Regions from separate parts of the Ovis aries genome. Here region 2 is linked to region 1. The links are chromatin contacts, called in public Hi-C maps. All regions are on one chromosome and are shown on one strand. The core of a region is the stretch at or near the end of the contact, and the rest is flanking DNA. Distances in the headings are between cores, read along the strand shown.

The links. Hi-C and Micro-C count contacts between places; a contact is called where the count stands out from the background.
Region 2: a Hi-C map of liver shows a contact between it and region 1, with 4 times the contacts expected there. The contact joins two enhancer-like sites. A contact is called at or near these places in 2 of 16 Hi-C or Micro-C datasets (liver and muscle).

Annotation. Positions count from the first base shown.
Region 1 is chr26:18,946,984-18,951,458 of ARS-UI_Ramb_v3.0, forward strand. All of the region lies in intron 1 of SLC7A2 (solute carrier family 7 member 2), which reads right to left. Among named protein-coding and RNA genes, the nearest start is that of SLC7A2, 18 kb to the right of the region's middle. Within about 2 kb of position 1,773, at least 5 of the 54 cell types and tissues checked have an H3K27ac peak or open chromatin away from gene starts, as enhancers often do. A contact at or near this core is called in liver, where this site is marked.
Region 2 is chr26:19,117,398-19,121,872 of ARS-UI_Ramb_v3.0, forward strand. MTMR7 (myotubularin related protein 7) reads left to right here. Exons shown (of 15, transcript XM_060407051.1): 8 at 4,183-4,292. Among named protein-coding and RNA genes, the nearest start is that of TRNAE-UUC, 15 kb to the left of the region's middle. Within about 2 kb of position 2,129, at least 12 of the 54 cell types and tissues checked have an H3K27ac peak or open chromatin away from gene starts, as enhancers often do. A contact at or near this core is called in liver, where this site is marked.

The DNA of each region.
Region 1 (4,475 bases), core at 523-3,022:
TCCAGGGGGTCACAAGAGTCAGATATGTCTGAGCAATTGAGCAGCACAGTCCATGAAATTATTTTCATATTTTCTCTTGAGTATTTATAAATTTGATTTTTAAATACATAGACTGAGTCTGCTAGATGGTCATTAGGAAACATTCTAAAGGTTAAGCAGATGATTTCCATGTCACCAAAAGACAAACATTTTATGAATATTCCCCAAAAGTAGAGCTTGTGCAAATTCTTGAATTCCCTAAACTCTTACTACTCAGCTTCTCTATTTTATTTATCTAACGTCAACAAAGACCAAGTTTGTTTAAGAATCTTTCACAGGAAGGTTCCAACGAATCCTGTTTGTGGGAAGGTCACTGTTTGCAACCAGCAAAATGTTTCATCATCTTCAGCCCTCACACCATCCATTGCTTAATGTCCTCTGAGCACGAGCTCACATGCACTCAGTCCCTACCAGAGCGCACAGAAGGCAGGATTCTACCATGATCATTTGAAGGTAAGCAGTTCATTGACAAGTTAAATCTGGCAAACAAATCCTTCTGGATTATCACTTGTGCCTCCCTCCAGACTTGCCACACTCCTACAGTTCTCCAAACTCCTATCTGTATAGTGTCCTTTTTCTAGGGCAGCTTTCTGTGGGTGTAAAGATAATTTACTGAGGCAATAGAAAAAAAATGCGACAAAACCACAATTTTTGGCCACTTTCTTGTTTCATATTCTGTTTATTTGGCTTTTAAAAAGACTTCTAAACATTTCCCTTTTCTTCAAATAGAGAAATGCTTCTAACCCAAATATTATTTCTAATGGGGCAGACCAAGGGCCTAGCACATTGAAAGCACTCAGTGAAGGATATTATTCAGCTTGAAAAATTAAAGCAAACTTCTCTGGTGGGCTGAAAGGATAATAACATAAATGGAGCAAAAATACAGGGGCAGGGAATACACAGAAACATGGTTCCATGCTGGGTTACAACTTTATCTAGGTGCAGGCAGAGAGTCTACTTCTGAGTCATCTTTGATCCTTGCCCCAATCAATAACTTTTGGTAATTTTTCCACTTCCAATAAAATGCTATTTCTGTAGACAGCCAAGTAAGCACAGGACAACTTAACACATATGCTAAGAGCTTGTTCCTAGTGGCATCCTGTGGCTCTGTGCAGCTGAGAACCTAGTCTTTATTTCAGGGGTCCGTGTGTGTGCCCATCATGTGTGTGCCCAGGTAATAACAGGAGGTGTTGAAGACAAATATCTGAGAAAATACGGTAGGACAGAGTAAGGATCCTGCCCCCTCCTGACCAGCTACCAGGGTGTCAAAGGAGCACAGACAGCACTCAGTCCCAGCACACAGGCTCAGCCCTGCTTCTCTGAGGCCAACAATGCTTCTCATGCAGACCCTGGATCATTTTCATCCCCTTGCCCAAGAGGTTGTGTTGCTACCACCACAGCAGTCTTTAGGGCACAGACTCAATGATATTCTGTAGCTTCAGTTAAAAGGAATTCCAAACACAATTTCCCTGAGCATGGCCACTGGGTCATATCTCCTGAAAGAAGGCCCCAGCAGAAAGGGGGGAAACGAAAGCATTAAGAAACGCGCCCTCACATGTGGGTTTCATTTTGTCCTTTCCTAATTGTCTACCCGCTAGCCCGTGCATCATTCTGGGCAGGGACACAAAGTAAAAAACCTGGGCTTGCTTCAAGGCTTCTCCTCGAGCCTTCCTCCTCAGCCAAGCATCTCCCAGCACCCTCTGGTAGCGAGAGCTGTGCTGCCAGAGAGCCGGAGAGAGGCCCTTTGTTCCCCCGGCGTCACCTCTGGGCTGTCTTCTCAGTGAGCAGGTCTGGCCCAGGGTCCGGGACCCCTGGATGGGTGGTGATTCTGCGGGTGTCCGACAGCAGAATTCCCTTGGTGTGAGTCCTTAGCCAAGAAGGTGACACAAGCTAACAGGAGGGAAACAGCATGCCTAGAGCAAAACGTTGAGAAACGATCCACATCCTGCCAAATTAATCTGGTGTGAATTATTTCCAGTCCTACTTTCCTGTCAATCACAGAGAACAAACACAGGCCATTCACATTCTCTTTTGTGTGTGGGGAGAAGCAGAAAGCAAGTCAAATCTTGCCTAAATTCTATAAGGATTTCTCTGCACTTTTTTTGAAGTTGTAAATATGTTTTAAACCTCCCTCTCTCAAAATGATACAATTTCATATTTGGAGTATGTTTTTCCTAGAAGGAAAGGACTGTAAAAAGCTCAAGGAGTACAAAAAAAGATAAAGAGGGGAAAAATGTAGTTACCTGGCATATATTAGCCTAATCAATAATGTCAACAAACTAGTAAGAGTAAATACCATCATGGTACTATGTGTTTTCTTTTGAAATTAAATTGTATCTAAAAAATGCTAAGCCTGAAATAGGTTTACAGTGGGTCATTTCGGAAACATGCACTTTGACTCCAGGTTAAAAATTTAAGTAACCTTAAAGCGGGTAACAGAATTGATTTGCTTTTAAGATACTTTAAATTTTTATATAGCACTTCTGTGGTCACAAATCAACAATGGAGTATAAAATAAACTAACATAATACTCTAAAATATATCCTCTTTTTTCAAAGAGCTGGAATTTACAAATAAGAAAACACTAACACTACTGCCTATGGCGACTTCATTTCTTTTTGTAGTGGGGGACTTGGTTACCTCAATTAAAAATTTCTGTGAATATCCTTCTTATTGCTATAACCTCAGTTCATTCATGGTTCTCACTTCCCAGGAGCTCAATTATTCCTTCCTCCAATTCAGACACCTCACTTCCAACCAAATTACAAACTCTTTATCTCACCCTCCACAGTCCAAACTATGACCCAATCTGTGTTTCCATCCTTCTCTTCTTTAGGATTAAATCAGTTAAGGCAACTAAAGTGTTTAAAACAGTGCCTGGCACACAGTAGGTGCTCAATAAATGTGAGCTATTACTATCATTCCTCTTCTCTTTCTCTTCCTGCAGTCCTCCCATTCCCTTACATTCTATCTTACTTTGGTCAAAGAGAAGTGTGTGCTCTTTTCCCAAGAGATCTCACATTTGTCAGAGTTCTTTGCTCACTGTTTCTCCATCAAGAATGCCTTTCAAGCCTCAATCTCTGTTTGTATTTGGTTGGTTAAAAAGTTTGTTTGGATTTTTCTGTAACATCTTATGGAAATCTCGAATGAACATTTTTGGCCAACCCAATACATATCCCTTTACTCCTTTCTCAAGATCCTTTGCAAATCCTGTCTTCCTCATAAAACTTCCTCATGGTCCCCTCAAGCAGAAGAGACCCCTCTTTCGAAAGCCCATTATGGTCTGTGGACACATCCATGTCTCTGGACGGCATTCATCATCTATGCCCTGGATTGGTGCATTACATGTATTTGGCTTATCACCCCAACCCCAACACATATGCATTTGATAAGCCTGCAAGGCAGAAACTTTGTTCTGTGTGTCATCACATAACCCCTCTGGGAGTTACCACACATGCTTGAACTGAAAAAGATGCTAAAATATGTTTAATTTTCTGAGGTGAAAGTAATTTCTGTTGAGAAAACCAAAGTTTAGAGAGGTGAAGTATCCGCTGGCATGGAGCAAAGTCAGGCCACAAAATCAAGTCTAACTCTCCACAGTAAGATATACTATAGGCATGAGCCTTTCAGAAGCAAAGGAATAAAGTCTCACAATGTTTCTCTTTTGTTACTGCTGCTGAAGTTTTGGAGGCTTTGTGCCATCTAAGGAGATAAGCGTGAAGCGTGTCTTCCTTTCGGAGCTTGGAGTTCCCATGCTCTCTGTCCCCTGGACTGAGGAGACAGTGCTTGGACGAGCAGAGCTCACCAACATGTCCTGCAAGTGGAGCACAGGCAGTCCCCTGCCAATAAATAGTCCAGTTATGAAGCGCACATTCTAAACTGAGATGAAATACTATCTAGAGCATGCCTTAAGGAAAGAAACTTGTCGCCACGGCTTGGTTAAAAGCCAAGGTTAGCTAACAATTACATCATGCAGCTCAAGATAGCTTGCTGAAGAGAACCTCAGAATCGACAGAGCTATGGGATACTACTTTAGTTTAGTTTTCCCCTTGCAGGGGAAAAAGAAAAAAAAAGGAGTAAACATTCGAGACTATTCTCTGGAGAGAGAAAAAAAAAAAAAAAAAACCTTGAATAAGGACTTCATTTATAAGCAAGGCCATTTACCACAGGCTCTGGGAAATGAAAATAAAAAGTAATCATTGGGGTCATTCATTGCTCTATAATGTTCTGGGCACTTGACATACATTATTTAATCCTCACGACCACCTCAGAGGAAATGCTGTCCCATTCGCAGGTGATGAGGCTGAGGCTTAGAGGTGTTAAGGAACTTGCTCAAAATCACAGAGCTAGATATGAAGCCAAGTTCTGCATAGCTCCAAAGTTCATGCCCGTATTTTTTCCTCTGCCATATAACCACTTCATAATATATGAAGAAA
Region 2 (4,475 bases), core at 879-3,378, 170 kb after region 1:
CCAGCACAGTACCTGTTTATGGTAAATACTTCATCACTAGGAGCTACGTAGTTATCTCAGACACTCATCTGTACATCAGACAGTTACCGAGAGTTTTCTTTATGCTGGGCATTGCAGAGAAAAAAAATGTTTCCTTTAGTAATACAAAGTGACTTTTGATGTAGGGCAAAAGTCAGGGTAGGAAGAGAAGATAATGCTTGCTTACAAGTGATCTCCCTGCGGGCTATCCTTGGGTGAGTCATATGGTGGGATGTTTTAATTGGATGTCAAAGCCAAAGACTTTGCCTCTGGGTGACTTTAGCAAAGGAAAGGACAAGAGAAAACAGATTTAATGAGAATGACTATTTTTAATCCTAATTATGCTTTACCTTGATGATCCCCAGGACAATTCAGGTTAAACATTTTCACCCTCGGAATTATCATTTCTGTTTTGTTCATCTTGACAGCTAGTTTTTTTGATAACTAAAACATTTACGAAAGGAACACTTGGAGAAGAAAGTGTCTCCCATAAAACTAAAGATAGACATGATTCATATTAGGGAGTACACGAGCAGTTTTTCCATAAGGCTGTGATTGAGATTAGGCAATTCAGTCTCTGCTTGCCAGTGACAATGTGGTTTCAGACTCAGTGAGCATGTTGGTCCTGGCAGCTTTATGGAAAGATTCTCCATTCGTTATGTTCCCAGCTACACATGCTGCTTTTTTCACCACTTCTGTTATTTGCTGCCAACATCTTAATCTTATGTGATTCGTGGCCATCTCTCCAGCATCTAGTCACTAATATCTTATATCCACCTAGCTTCCCTGCTCTCAGGGTGCTTCCTTTTTCCAAACTAGACTTCTCTATTTCCATCTGCCTTACATTTCCTATTTTAGTCTTTGTCATTCCTTAAGCCCCACCTGCAGCTGAGTCCCGAATTGAGGTGGCCCATTTACTTTTCAATTTTAGATCTTAGAGATGAGAAAGACCGTTCCACAGGGCTGGTCTCCACCCAGCCGCTCTGGAGAAAGAAATGAGCTTCATGTAGGAAACAGCAAAGGAAGATCACCAGAGGTTAATTTTATCCCGAATAAATTTCCTATTTCCTCAGGTACCATAATAATCTATCTTTTCTTTTTAAATGTTGTTTTTATGCTTGTGGGGTATGTATAGTTACCCTGTTCTGTATAAGACCAATGTCACTAGACCTGGACATTAAACTCCCTGTTAGTAAGTCACAGTTCTCTGTGATCCGGGCCGATGCCTGCCTCTGAGGTCAACTGAAATGAACTTTGTTCAGCAAAATGGTTTGTCATTATTGGTTTGGGTTTGGCAACAAGGGTGAATGGATCAGTATTTCCGCCTTATCCTGAGTTTATCCAAACAAACCCACCAGTTTTACATGTGAAAATTCAGGCGCTAACTGTTGGAGTCTCGAGTGTACCCCCCATCTGACCACCTGCGGGCTGATTGCTTTCAAGAAGCACCCCTCAGCATCTGACGGCGAGCACGCTCTCAGTGAAAAAAAAAAAATGCATGAAAGCCAGGGTGGCTGTTCCACCGAACATCCCGTTTAGATGTAACTAAAAGCAGACGTGTTAAACAGGGAGCCGTCCTCAGTGTGGAGGGAAGCAGCAGCTGGCCCCCTGGCCGCAAGCTCAGTGAGGAGGCGGCCTGGGTATTCTCTCCCGGGGCGCCTTTTAGGGCCTTGTTCTCTGAGCCGGCCGGTCCCCTCTTGCCTGTTGGCCCTGGCCGCTCCCTTAGCTGGAAAGCCCGGTATGTTTATTTTTAAACGTGCTGTCATTTCCACACCTGGTGGGAAGAGAAGGCGCAAGGGATCATTTGTTCTTGGACTGAGCTTCAGAGTTTGGACACCAGGACATCCCTCCCACTCCCTGGACTTTTTGAAATGGAGGCGGATGCCAGCCAGCCCTGAGCGCTTTCAAACACCCAGAAAGTCGAGCTGGTTCAGTGAAACGAACGTTTGCCAGTCAGCGTTATCTGTGGAAGATTTAAAGGCCTCAGTGTGTCCTGAGAATGCTTGGTGGAATGTGTGTATTTAGGATGGAGTTGAACGCTCTGGGTCACGGCCAGGGCTCGACAGATGGACCAAATGGCAGGCGCCCGCGGGAGGGGCTGCATCGCAGAGGGTGTGGGGATGTCCGTGCGCCACGCGGAGGGCGCGTGCGGTATAGCTGCCGGCCCCATCCTCAGCGGAGGACAGATCCGCTCCCCGCCCACCTGACTCAATTTCTCACCAGGGCCGCGCGCATTTTTCAATTGCAGTAGTTTCGGTGCCTGTCTTCAAGCTGCGTATGTACATAATCCCCCAAGGTCACGGGGAAGGTTTTCCCAGGGGCGCTGTGGCAGGATTGTTTTATGGCACCAACTTCTGCACGTGCTCCTGTCTTAGAGATGCTCCTTGGCCCAGGAGTGAGCCAGCCATCCTTTCCCATTTCCCCTAACCGACTGCCCCTTTGCCACCTTGCAAAAGGCAAACACCTTCATGCTTATCATGGTGCATTATTCCACGGTGCATGAGAGGGTGCGTGCTAAGTCGCTTCAGTCTTATCCAACTCTTTGTGACCCTATGGACTGTAGCCCGCCAGGCTCCTCTGTCCATGGGTTTCTCCATGCGGGAATACTGGGGTGGGTTGCCATGCCTTCCTGCAGGGGATCTTCCTGACCCAGGGATTGAACCCGTGTCTCTTATATCTACTGCATCGGAAGGTGGATTCTTTATCACTAGTGCCACCTGGGAGGCTCCATGGTGCATGAGAGGGCACAGAGTTTTAAAAATCATTGGAGAGGCATGTATGCAAAAACTTTTGAAAACTGCAAATCAGGTTAATCTTACTTGAACAAACTGAATCCCTGCTGGTGGAGACGGGGCAGCACCATGGTGTCAGGCAAAGGGACAGTGCCTTGAATCAGAGTGAAGCCCATTTCTCCTGCTTGGTGTCTAGCTCAGTGCAGGTTTTTGGAAGGAAGAATTTGGAATCTTAGCTGAAGATATTCATAATACTGTTTTCTTATGAAGGTTTTTTTTTTTTTTTGCTGGGAATCTTGGTGTTATTTCATCATCGCTGCCATCTGTGACTCAATTTTTTTTGTGTGTGACTCAATTTAACTGTTATACTTGTGCTTTTTTGTGTGGTTCTTATGTTCCAGGAAATATGAGTGAACCTTCTGTTATCTGGCATATTTGAGGGAAGGGCATCTGATAAATGGTTGTTAACAGTTAATATGTATTACAAATGCACAATGCTTTTAAAAGACAACACATTTAAATCTGGGAGTTTAGAGCTGGAAGGGCACTTAGATATAATTTAGTACACTTTCCCTATTTTAAACAGGAAGAAACCAAAGCCCAAGGAAATAAACAAACTCGATGCCCATTATTTAATTTCCTTGATTAACTTATAGGATTCCTCAAAAGAGCTTTATAGGTATGAACCTGGTGAACTTTGGAATGTCATCTTTATGTTGTAGTCAGAACACTGAGCAGTAAAGCTTTTTCATGCTTCATGTTAACTAAAAGAGCAGCTCTTGAGAGGAAACCGCCTGTGATGATATTATAGAGGTGTTTACACACCTGCCTTAGTTTTGTAAAACACAGGTATCTTTGGAATCCTGGATCTTCATTTTCAATCAAAGGTAAAACCCCTAACTTGATGCTCTAGAGGTGTTCAGAAGTCTCATATTTAAATTCATATCCTTTACTCACTTTGAGGGAGGGTTGCTAGCAGGAGGAGTTTGATGATTTCCATTTAAGACTTTTAGGACAGTTCTTGGTGATAGACTTCTAGTTGGGAAGGTGCTGGAGTTCATTATTTAAGTCTTTTCCTCCAGAGCACTCATACTCAAGTGCTCCTTGGTGGTCCACTTTAAATATATTAGCTGGAAGAATAAATCTTACTTTTACTATGGCAACATTCAATGATTTTTATAATATTAGAGTTTAAACTTTACAAATACAATACTTCTGAACAGATGCAATGTCCCCTGTGAACAAAGAAGACAGAGAAGGCTTACTTGGAACTGGTTCAGTGGAATGACATTTAGCAAGCTTGGGCATTTATCTTGACTCCTCCAGAAAATGGCTACAATGAAGGAATCATTAACAGACTACCTGCAAATATGATCACATGTACAGTGAAAGACACCTGTATTTTGCTTCTGTAACACAGTTTATCTTGCAGTGTGTGAACTTAAATCTCCCTCCATGAGTGATTTTCTATGGGGACTGGAGAACTCTGGCTGGTTGAGGCACATTAAGGCCATCATGGATGCAGGAATCTTCATTGCAAAGGTATGCGATTGCAGAGAACAGACTATGGGGTAGAGCAGTGCACTGTGATACCGGACAGAGATCTGGTTCCCTTCCATGAACTCCCCTGTCCTAAGCTAGACGATACCTGGCTCGGGGAGCTGGCTTTGCAGACCTCCATGAAATCTGCCCTTTGAAGACGGGATTTTATGAAAGATAGAATGA